Linked DNA regions of Danio rerio: region 1 is linked to region 2. A link is a contact called in public Hi-C data. All regions are on one chromosome and are shown on one strand. The core of a region is the stretch at or near the end of the contact, and the rest is flanking DNA. Distances in the headings are between cores, read along the strand shown. Region 1 holds the start of mea1 (male-enhanced antigen 1). Region 2 has its middle 19 kb from the start of lrrc73.

Region 1 (4,412 bases), core at 1,502-4,001, 250 kb after region 2:
TGCGCAACTCTAAGCTTCTGACACCCGCTTGTAACATAGTAGACAGAAAGTTGACTGGTGATTTGAACAAGCATGGATAATTCCAGTAGCAGCTCCATGTTTATATCGCCTCAGGGTATCTTCTTCAATGTGCACTCGCATTGACAGTTTTGCAGTTGGCAGTAACTTTAACAACAAGCGTGTCAGTTTTCTCTCTTCTTCTTCTATGTTACATGCGGGTTTCAGAAGCTTAGAGTTGTGCAGCGCCATCTAATGTCAAGGAGTGATTTTGCATACTATTCTGCTCGACGTCAGTGAAAAAAATCGCTTGCGTTTGAATCTGTAAAAATGTCGCGAAAAACGCTGACGATAAACTCAAACAAAAAGCATCCTGATGTGTACGAGCCTTAACTTCAGCAGCTCCGTACATGAGATCAAAAGAGGCAATCTGGTGGAGAAGGTTTTAACGCAGCGCGTCAAAACAAAACAAAAAAACAAGCATGAGTCGTTTCTTTAAAAATTACGTTTTTGCTCCTACCATTTTGTGTGTTGGTGTGCACGATCACATTACTACCAGTGTTGCCAACTTAGCGACTTTGTTGCTAGATTTTGCGACTTTTCAGACCCCCCTGGCAACAAATTTTTCAAAAAGTGACTAGCGACAAATCTAGCGACTTTTCTAGCGATGTACTGCATCCAAACAGCAATAAATTTAGTTCAATTTGCATGCATACATAAAGCGTAGTGCAAATATAAATATCCTTTATTAACCAAAGGCTGTTTTAGAAACAGTAGAATATGATGACGTCAGTAATATGCAAATTAACGTATGACGTAATCTAGCGACTTTTAGTGCAGAGCTTAGCGCCTTTTTGTCGAAAATAGTTGGCAACAGTGATTGCCGCCCTTTATTTAGTCACAAGGCGTTAAACGTCGATGGAAAATGCGAGCAAAAAGTGTTCCGGTGTGCGCAGGGTTTTAACGAATGAAATGAAAAATGCTGGCTGTTTCCAAAACAATTACCCCCCCAAAAATAGAATGGAAGTGTTACTTTTGTTAGTCATGTTAGTAAATGACTAACATTGTTTTTCCTATAAACAGGTATGTTTACTTGGCATGTTTCTTAAATATCTTCAACCATTAAAACCTATTATGGTATTTTTATGGTTTGGAAGAGTCGAAAACTCACATACAGCACCTTTAACATTACAATTAACATGTTTTAAATTGTTATAGGATTCAAAATTTTAAAAAGAAGTTGAAAAAAGTGACAAAGAGAAAGACCTAGAACACGTTGCGCAATGATTTCAGAAAATGAAAGTGAGTAAAATGATTTACCCTTGTCAGACAGGCTGTCATAACTCACATGCTCGGTTAAAACATTGCCATACTGCTGCAACTTCTTCACTATTGTCTGATAAATAACCACGTCCTGTCGCCCTCCCCGAATGCTTCCGCAAAAGTATATGTTCATAATTTGCAGGAGTCCTCGTCTTTCTTCTGTGATACAAGCGTGCTTTTCTCAGCAGCACAGCATTCACGGGAAGTTCAGATAAACTGCAGGTCATTTCCCGCGCAAACACGCATATGTACACAGACACACGAAGAAAAGCGCCACCGTGCGGCCGCTTGTATATTACAACACTTCATGACGTTAGAATTTATTAAAAAATAATTACTCCTCTTCGTAAATCTCTTTAACTAGAGAAGGAAAAAAACATAAAAAGAAAACATAATTAAAATGTATTGTTTATTTTAGGTTATTTATGTCTTAGTTTGTCAAATGTACAAAAATATACACAGAAAAAGGGAAAATAACACAAAACGACTGTTTAAATGTAGAAAAAATTAAACAAATGACGGCTACATAACAACAATTGCTTCATTCAACATTACATTCATTTATTTGTTCGTTCATTAGCTCACTGTAAGAATCACATCAATCACAACAACAATAATACGCCACGTGCACATAGAAATAAAGCTATATTAAATTAAAATACATTTATTATGCAGTTATTTTTCTATTTCCTGAGAAAGCTTTTATAATCATTGCTAGTTACTTATTCATATATGCCCTCTATTACTATACAATATATAGACGGAATATTAACTATTTAATAAAAAAAATCACCTAAAAGATGTATTCATGACTTATTTTACTGCAGAACAAAGTGCATACAGTATATAACCTGTTTTAACACATTTTATTCTGTTTTTAATTATTTCTATTGTTTGTTTTTTATTAAACTTGTCTTTTTTATGCTTGTTTATGTAAAGCACTTTGAATTGCCACTGTGTATGAAATGTGCTATATAATTAAACTTGCCTTGTCTTGCCTTACAGTAATAAAGCTTTCTGATATCATGAATATAAAAATATAATTTTTTTTAAAGTAACACTTTACATTGACAGTACATGAATGATGCAATAATGTAAACTAAACATTACTTTATTATGAACTAATGATGAGTTAATGAATGTGCTACTCATGAACTAACTTTAACTACAACCTGAGTTCATGTGTGAATAATGACTACCTTAATTACAAGTACATGCTTGTTTGGTAATTAATGCATCAGTTTGTGCCTAATTAAACCATCATAAACTCATGATATGTTAATGCATAATTATATGCATTATATATTGCACATTCACATGAGGTAGTCACAATTTTAAACAAACTGTCAAAAAGCATAAAAAAATCGAGTATTTTAATTTACGCAAGATACGTCGCTTGGCGTGTTGACGTTTCGTGACGCAATCACTGCGCAACACCGGAAACAAATAGATTCTTCTCGGATACAGATGCATCAGCTGAAAACAAACGAATAAAAGAGCTCGAAAGAATCAAGAGGTAAGAGGAAACAGCCAGAGATTATCTTATAGTTTGCTTTTAATTGTATTCGTAATGCTAAAAAGACGCATTCGTGTGTCAAAACCCTGAAATGATATGAAATGTGTTTAGGCTAGCATGATGTTATAGCATAAGCATACCTTAACAGGTTGATGTTAAATTGCACATGCACACTTTTTCCTAACACCTCAGTGTTTTAACATCTACCAGTACATTTCCTAAAATATTAATTTAATATAATTGTTAAAACTAAAACGTTTAATGCGCGAAAACATCAGAGCAACCAACATTTCTGTCAAACGTTACTGTAATTAACGCTAACTACTGCAGAGTCCACAGATAAAGTGTATAACAGCGCATTAAGTCTTTTCTCCTTCATAGAAGTCTATTGAAAATAGCTTCAAGTTGGTTTTATATTCGCTTATTCAGACTTTTTCCTTTCAGAAAAGTATTTTTTTGCTAAATCTAAATATGGTAATCATATTAACGTTAGCAGCCAATGACTATCAACTACAATATGGACTACAGAATGTTACGTTTACACACAACCACAAATTACATGTAAACACATCAGCTTTTCACAGCGTAATGCTCACTACTCATATGAACTTTTGAAAGGGCTACTTTTTACTCATACTTTGAGTAATATTTACAACATCTACTTTTACTCAACTCTCACTACATTTTTAGGCAAGTAATGGTACTTTTACTTATGATTTTTCAGTACTCTTTCCACCACTGCTGGTTGTTGAGTTAACTCGAGCCACATTAAAGTGAGAGTTCACTCAAAAATGAAACTTGACTCATTGTTTACTCTTCCTCAAGTGGCTCTCCAACCTTTAAGACTCTCTATTTTCTCTTAACCACAGAAGAAGTTACTTTGAAAACTGTTAGAAACCTGTAACCAGACTTCCATAGTAGGAAAAACAAATACTAAGTCAATGGCCACAGGTTTTCAGCATTTTTCTAAATATCTTCTTTTATGTTCAACAGAAGAAACTCATGAAACTACTATATAAGAATCATTACTAATAGCCATTCTTTATAGATCACTGGATGTTATACACTTTGTGAATTAGCGGCTAGTTTTTTGATAATAATTACAAGCTTTGAAAGTTTGGTCGATGTTAAGCACATTAAACTACGATAAGAATTTTCTTATGTCTCAATATTGTGTCTGTTCGCAGCCCTTGAATGGAAGTGGCGAGGGCCCGAGAAATGGGTCCCGAGAGAATCTTACCGAACTCCGAGGAGGATGTGGTGCAGGACCGGCCTTTAGACGCTGCCGTGCCGGAGGAGTGGAGCGGAGAGGACATGGAGGAGGAGGAGGATGAAGGAGGTGCTGGAGATCAGGACAGCGCTGGATATTATTATCAGCCTCTGAATCAAGACCCAGACGGGGTGAACGGCTCGCACACAGAGCCAGCCGATGAGGGCACCACTGCAGAACAGCTGCAGGACGTCCAGGAGAGAATAGAGGTATTACTGCTGATCTGTGGAAGCAGAATTCATCTTGAAATGTCAGATGCAATATATTAAGAGTATTTAAATGAGCAAGACGTGCAGAATAAATATT
Region 2 (4,254 bases), core at 1,647-4,146:
TGTTTAAAGATCTGAAACATAATGTGTGCCAAACATGCAAAGAAATAAATCAGAAAGGGGGCCAAAACTTTTTCACACTACTGTATATATATGTTTTGTAAGTTCATAAAAAGAAGAATTCCTTTACAAAGTATATTTCCATCATTACTGGATGCATTATCTTTTTTTCTATACATTTGTAGCTTCTTTCATGCACTGACATTGCATAACTAGCAGAAAGAATTATTTGGCTCCATAACGTATTCAGCCCTCCTCAGGTAAATGACATCTACCGTTCCCTTCCATGACTCTATTTCCGGCCAGGGATCAAATGCAGAAACGGACACCCAGTACAGTCGGCTTGTCTCCTCTCATATGCAGCGGCTGCCAGAAAAGGAGAATAATAAAAGCGGAGATTATTGTCTATAATTAATGAAAAGCCTTTAAAATCAATCTAGCGAGCCGCTAAAGAACTGAGACAAATGGAGGCCGGTTTTCCAGTGGGTAATGCTGTAATGAATCCTCTGCTCTGACAGGACTGTGCTAAAGCATTCAGCATGATGAAATAGTCATTAGTCTGGACTGTATGAGAATCTGGATTGTTTGAGATTTGTGCACAGAGCACAGAAATGCTGAAGTAGTCTGGGATCATCTACAGGTTAAAGGGACTGTTCACACAAAACGCACTCCTCCTTATTTACTCTCATTCAGAGTGGTTGCAAACTATTATGAACTTCTTTCGTCTGGTGAACACAAAACAAGAAGAGAATGTGAACAACAACACACCAAAACACAGCCATTGGCATTCATTGTAGGAGCAAAAATTAAAATATTAATATTAATAATACTATAGAAGTCAATGGCTGTGTTTTTTCCAGCCCAGGCTCATTCTGAAAACGCACCCCTATATACATTTCTGGAGAGCGCCAAATACGTCCTAGGAGCTATGTTTTTTGCTTTAACGAATTCACCAGCAGGGCGAGGCAGTGGCGCAGTAGGTAGTGCTGTCGCCTCACAGCAAGAAGGTCGCTGGTTCGAACATCGGCTCAGTTGACATTTCTGTGTGGAGTTTGCATGTTCTCCCTGCCTTCGTGTGGGTTTCCTCCGGGTGCTCCGGTTTCCCCCACAGTCCAAAGACATGCGGTACAGGTGAATTGGGTAGGCTAAATTGTCCGTAGTGTATGAGTGTGTGTGTGGATGTTTCCCAGAGATGGGTTGCGGCTGGAAGGGCTTGCTGGATAAGTTGGCGGTTCATTCCGCTGTGGCGACCTAGGATTAATAAAGGGACTAAGCCGACAAGAAAATGAATGAATGAATGAATGAATCCACCAGCGGCCGCTGTATACGCTTTCTGAGATCTCACATTTCTCTCGTGCCTGCTGTTCTCTTGTAAATCCGCCAGAGACCGCTGTCGACTGACTGTTTGACCGAATGACTGACCCACCCTCCTCCTCCCCTAAACCCATACAATAGTATTTTAAAAAGCACAGATTGACATCTATCTGATCAAATGTTTAGCAGTTTAATAGTCACCTGAAGACTTTCGAATCAGACCATTTTATACTCGCAAAACTGCCTTATAGTGATGTTAAATAAATAAAAAATAAATAAAAGTTGCAGCAAGCCTGTATTTTATCTCAGTCTCAGAGCAGTTCCACAAACCACCACTAGATGCCGCCACTAACCGTGAAAGTCGACATTTTGCATATTGTTAGGGCAGAGGTGGGCAAACTTTGGCCTGTGGGCCACATGCATAAACACTTTCATCCGGCCCGCCAGGAAGCTTTTAAAATGCTGCTTCTGAGTAACAGTTTGGTTTCAGAATTAACAGTGGAATGAACCGCCAACTTATCCAGCACATGTTTTACGCAGCAGATGCCCTTCCACCTGCAACCCATCTCTGGGAAACATCATTACACACTCATACACTACAGACAATTTAGCCCACCCTATTCACCTGTACCGCATATCTTTGGACTGTGGGGGAAACTGGAGCACCCGGAGGAAACTCGCACGAAACTCGCACGAACGCAGGGAGAACACGCTCCAACTCCATACAGAAACGCCAACTGACCCAGCCGAGGCTCGAACCAGCGACCACCTTGCTGTGAGGCGACAGCACTACCTACTGCGCCACCACATCGCCAAATAAATTTTACTGCTAAAAATGCAGGAATTTCTCTACTTTTGTATATTATCATTCTTGTTATGCAATACCAATAAATAAAATTTAAAAATAACTCTGCGACAACAAAGCCTTTTCAACTATAAGATTGAAAAGACAGTTATGAAATGATCACTACGTTTTGGCACAACATTAAAGCATTACATATTTGGCTAGAAATATATAATGTTCTCCTCTGTTGAACACAAACTTGTCCTCCATTGTAAGAATAACTATAGAAGTCCATCATTCTTCAAAATATCTTCATAGTGTTCAACAGAGCAAGGAAACTCATAAAGGGTTTAAAACCGCTCGACTGAGAGTAAATAATGAGGTAATTGTTCCGGTGAACCTTTCTTTTTAAATAGCCTCATGTTGTTCGTTTACGCAATCATGCGGGGATACTTTCCGACAAAACATCAAATAGCTGTGGTCAGTTTTGCTGAAGTGCATAAATATGTGTGTGTGATTGTTTCTCCTTCTCTTGACCAGCAGTGGGCGCTCCCGCATCAGCACAGCCGCGCCGGTGACACAGCCAACTCCAGTAACATCATGCCGGCAAACAAAATAAATACACACACATCACCTGATAAAACACACACACACACACACACACACACACACACACACACACACACACACACACACACACACACACACACACACACACACACACACACACACACGTCTCTTGCATTAGATGTTCCACATAGATATATACACTAGATATCGCATAGGGACCCTGAGCATGCGTCAATAGCGCCGCCACATTGGTACAGTGCTCCCAGGACAAATGTCATTCAACCGCACTAGTCAAGAGTGAAGATGGTGGACTTTAGCGCTGTCTATGGGTGTTGTAACGAGCAAACAAAGAAAACAAAGCACAAATGCAGAACATTTCATAGGTAATATTAAGTTTTTTTCTGTGTTTGTATGTTCTGAACTTTTGTGCTAATCAGGTAACGTTATTGATGATAACAGTCACTTACTGCATTCACCATAAGGCAAAGCAGCTCCAACTCGCACTAAACACTCGGCTTATGCTAGTTTTGTTGAATAAAATCAGCAAACAATGCAAAAGAAATATGACAACGAGATGCTGCGCTGCCAGAAACTTGTGTTATTGTCGGCTAACATTAGTGAAAGAGTCGTTCGGGGAATTCATTCACAAACGAATCGCTCCCTCTGTCAGTATGAGAAGTGAAAGCAGGAGAGGAGCTGTGTTTCAGGACACGGATTAGATCAAATTTAACAGGGAGGGTGGATAGTACATTTCTGTACACACAAACACAAGCTTTTTGTCACGAATGCCAGTGCGATCACTGATCCATCAATGTAGAAAAGTGATGTAAAATTATAATTTTCGTAATTAGAAAAAAAAATTACATACTAACATCCAGGAAAACTCCCGATCATATATATATGTGTATATCTCTGGCTTTGGATGGCCACAGTCCTCCACTGTACCTTGGTCCTGCATTCATTTCAAAGGAGCGCTACTCTGTACCAAAATGGCGGCGCTATTGACGCATTCCGTCCAATAGACAACAATAAGCCAGGCGACATCTGATGTATATATCTATGGATGTTCCACAGTCAGTCATAAAAGAGGTGGATACACTTTTGTTCAATTTCATATGGAGAAACAGACCACATTATTTATAAAGACAATTTTGTGCAATCCAGTGGAAGATGATGGTCTCAAAGTTCTTGTCTTCAGCACTTCTAATTGTGCATTTATAAACAAATGGATTAAAAATGACCTGAAAATTTGAAGCATCGTCCCTGAATTAGTTTGTGACCAGGTGGGGGGGTTTAGATTTTCTTTAAGGTGTAATTTTGATATTAACATCCCTGCTGAAAAATCCAGCTTAAACCAGCCTAGGCTGGTTGGCTGGTTTTAGCTGGTCAACCAGGCTGGTTTTAGAGGGGTTTTGGCCACTTCCAGGCTGGTTTCCAGCCATTTCCAGCCTGGTCTTAGCTGGTTAGGCTGGGAGATGACCAGCTAAAACCAGCTTGACCAGCCTAGCAGGCTGGGAGCCCAGCCAAAACCAGCTATGTCCAGCTTAAACCAGGCTGGTCAAGCTGGTTTTAGCTGGATTTAGCTGGTC

What was found. A called contact is a pair of places that touch in the nucleus more often than the background predicts.
Region 1: a Hi-C map of hematopoietic stem cells shows a contact between it and region 2, with 4 times the contacts expected there. The contact joins the promoter of mea1 here to the enhancer-like site in region 2. A contact is called at or near these places in 6 of 18 Hi-C or Micro-C datasets (embryo, hematopoietic stem cells, skeletal muscle and 1 more) and 1 of 4 datasets of contacts at active chromatin or transcription factors (caudal fin).

What each region holds. Positions count from the first base shown.
Region 1 is chr13:4,156,487-4,160,898 of GRCz12tu, forward strand. mea1 (male-enhanced antigen 1) reads left to right here and starts at 2,752. Exons shown (of 4, transcript NM_001431065.1): 1 at 2,752-2,836; 2 at 4,024-4,315. The coding sequence starts at 4,031. dnph1 (2'-deoxynucleoside 5'-phosphate N-hydrolase 1) reads right to left here and starts at 1,540. Exons shown (of 4, transcript NM_001163199.1): 1 at 1,318-1,540. The coding sequence starts at 1,453.
Region 2 is chr13:3,903,410-3,907,663 of GRCz12tu, forward strand. No RefSeq gene overlaps it. Among named protein-coding and RNA genes, the nearest start is that of lrrc73, 19 kb to the left of the region's middle. Within about 2 kb of position 2,897, at least 5 of the 62 cell types and tissues checked have an H3K27ac peak or open chromatin away from gene starts, as enhancers often do. A contact at or near this core is called in hematopoietic stem cells, where this site is marked.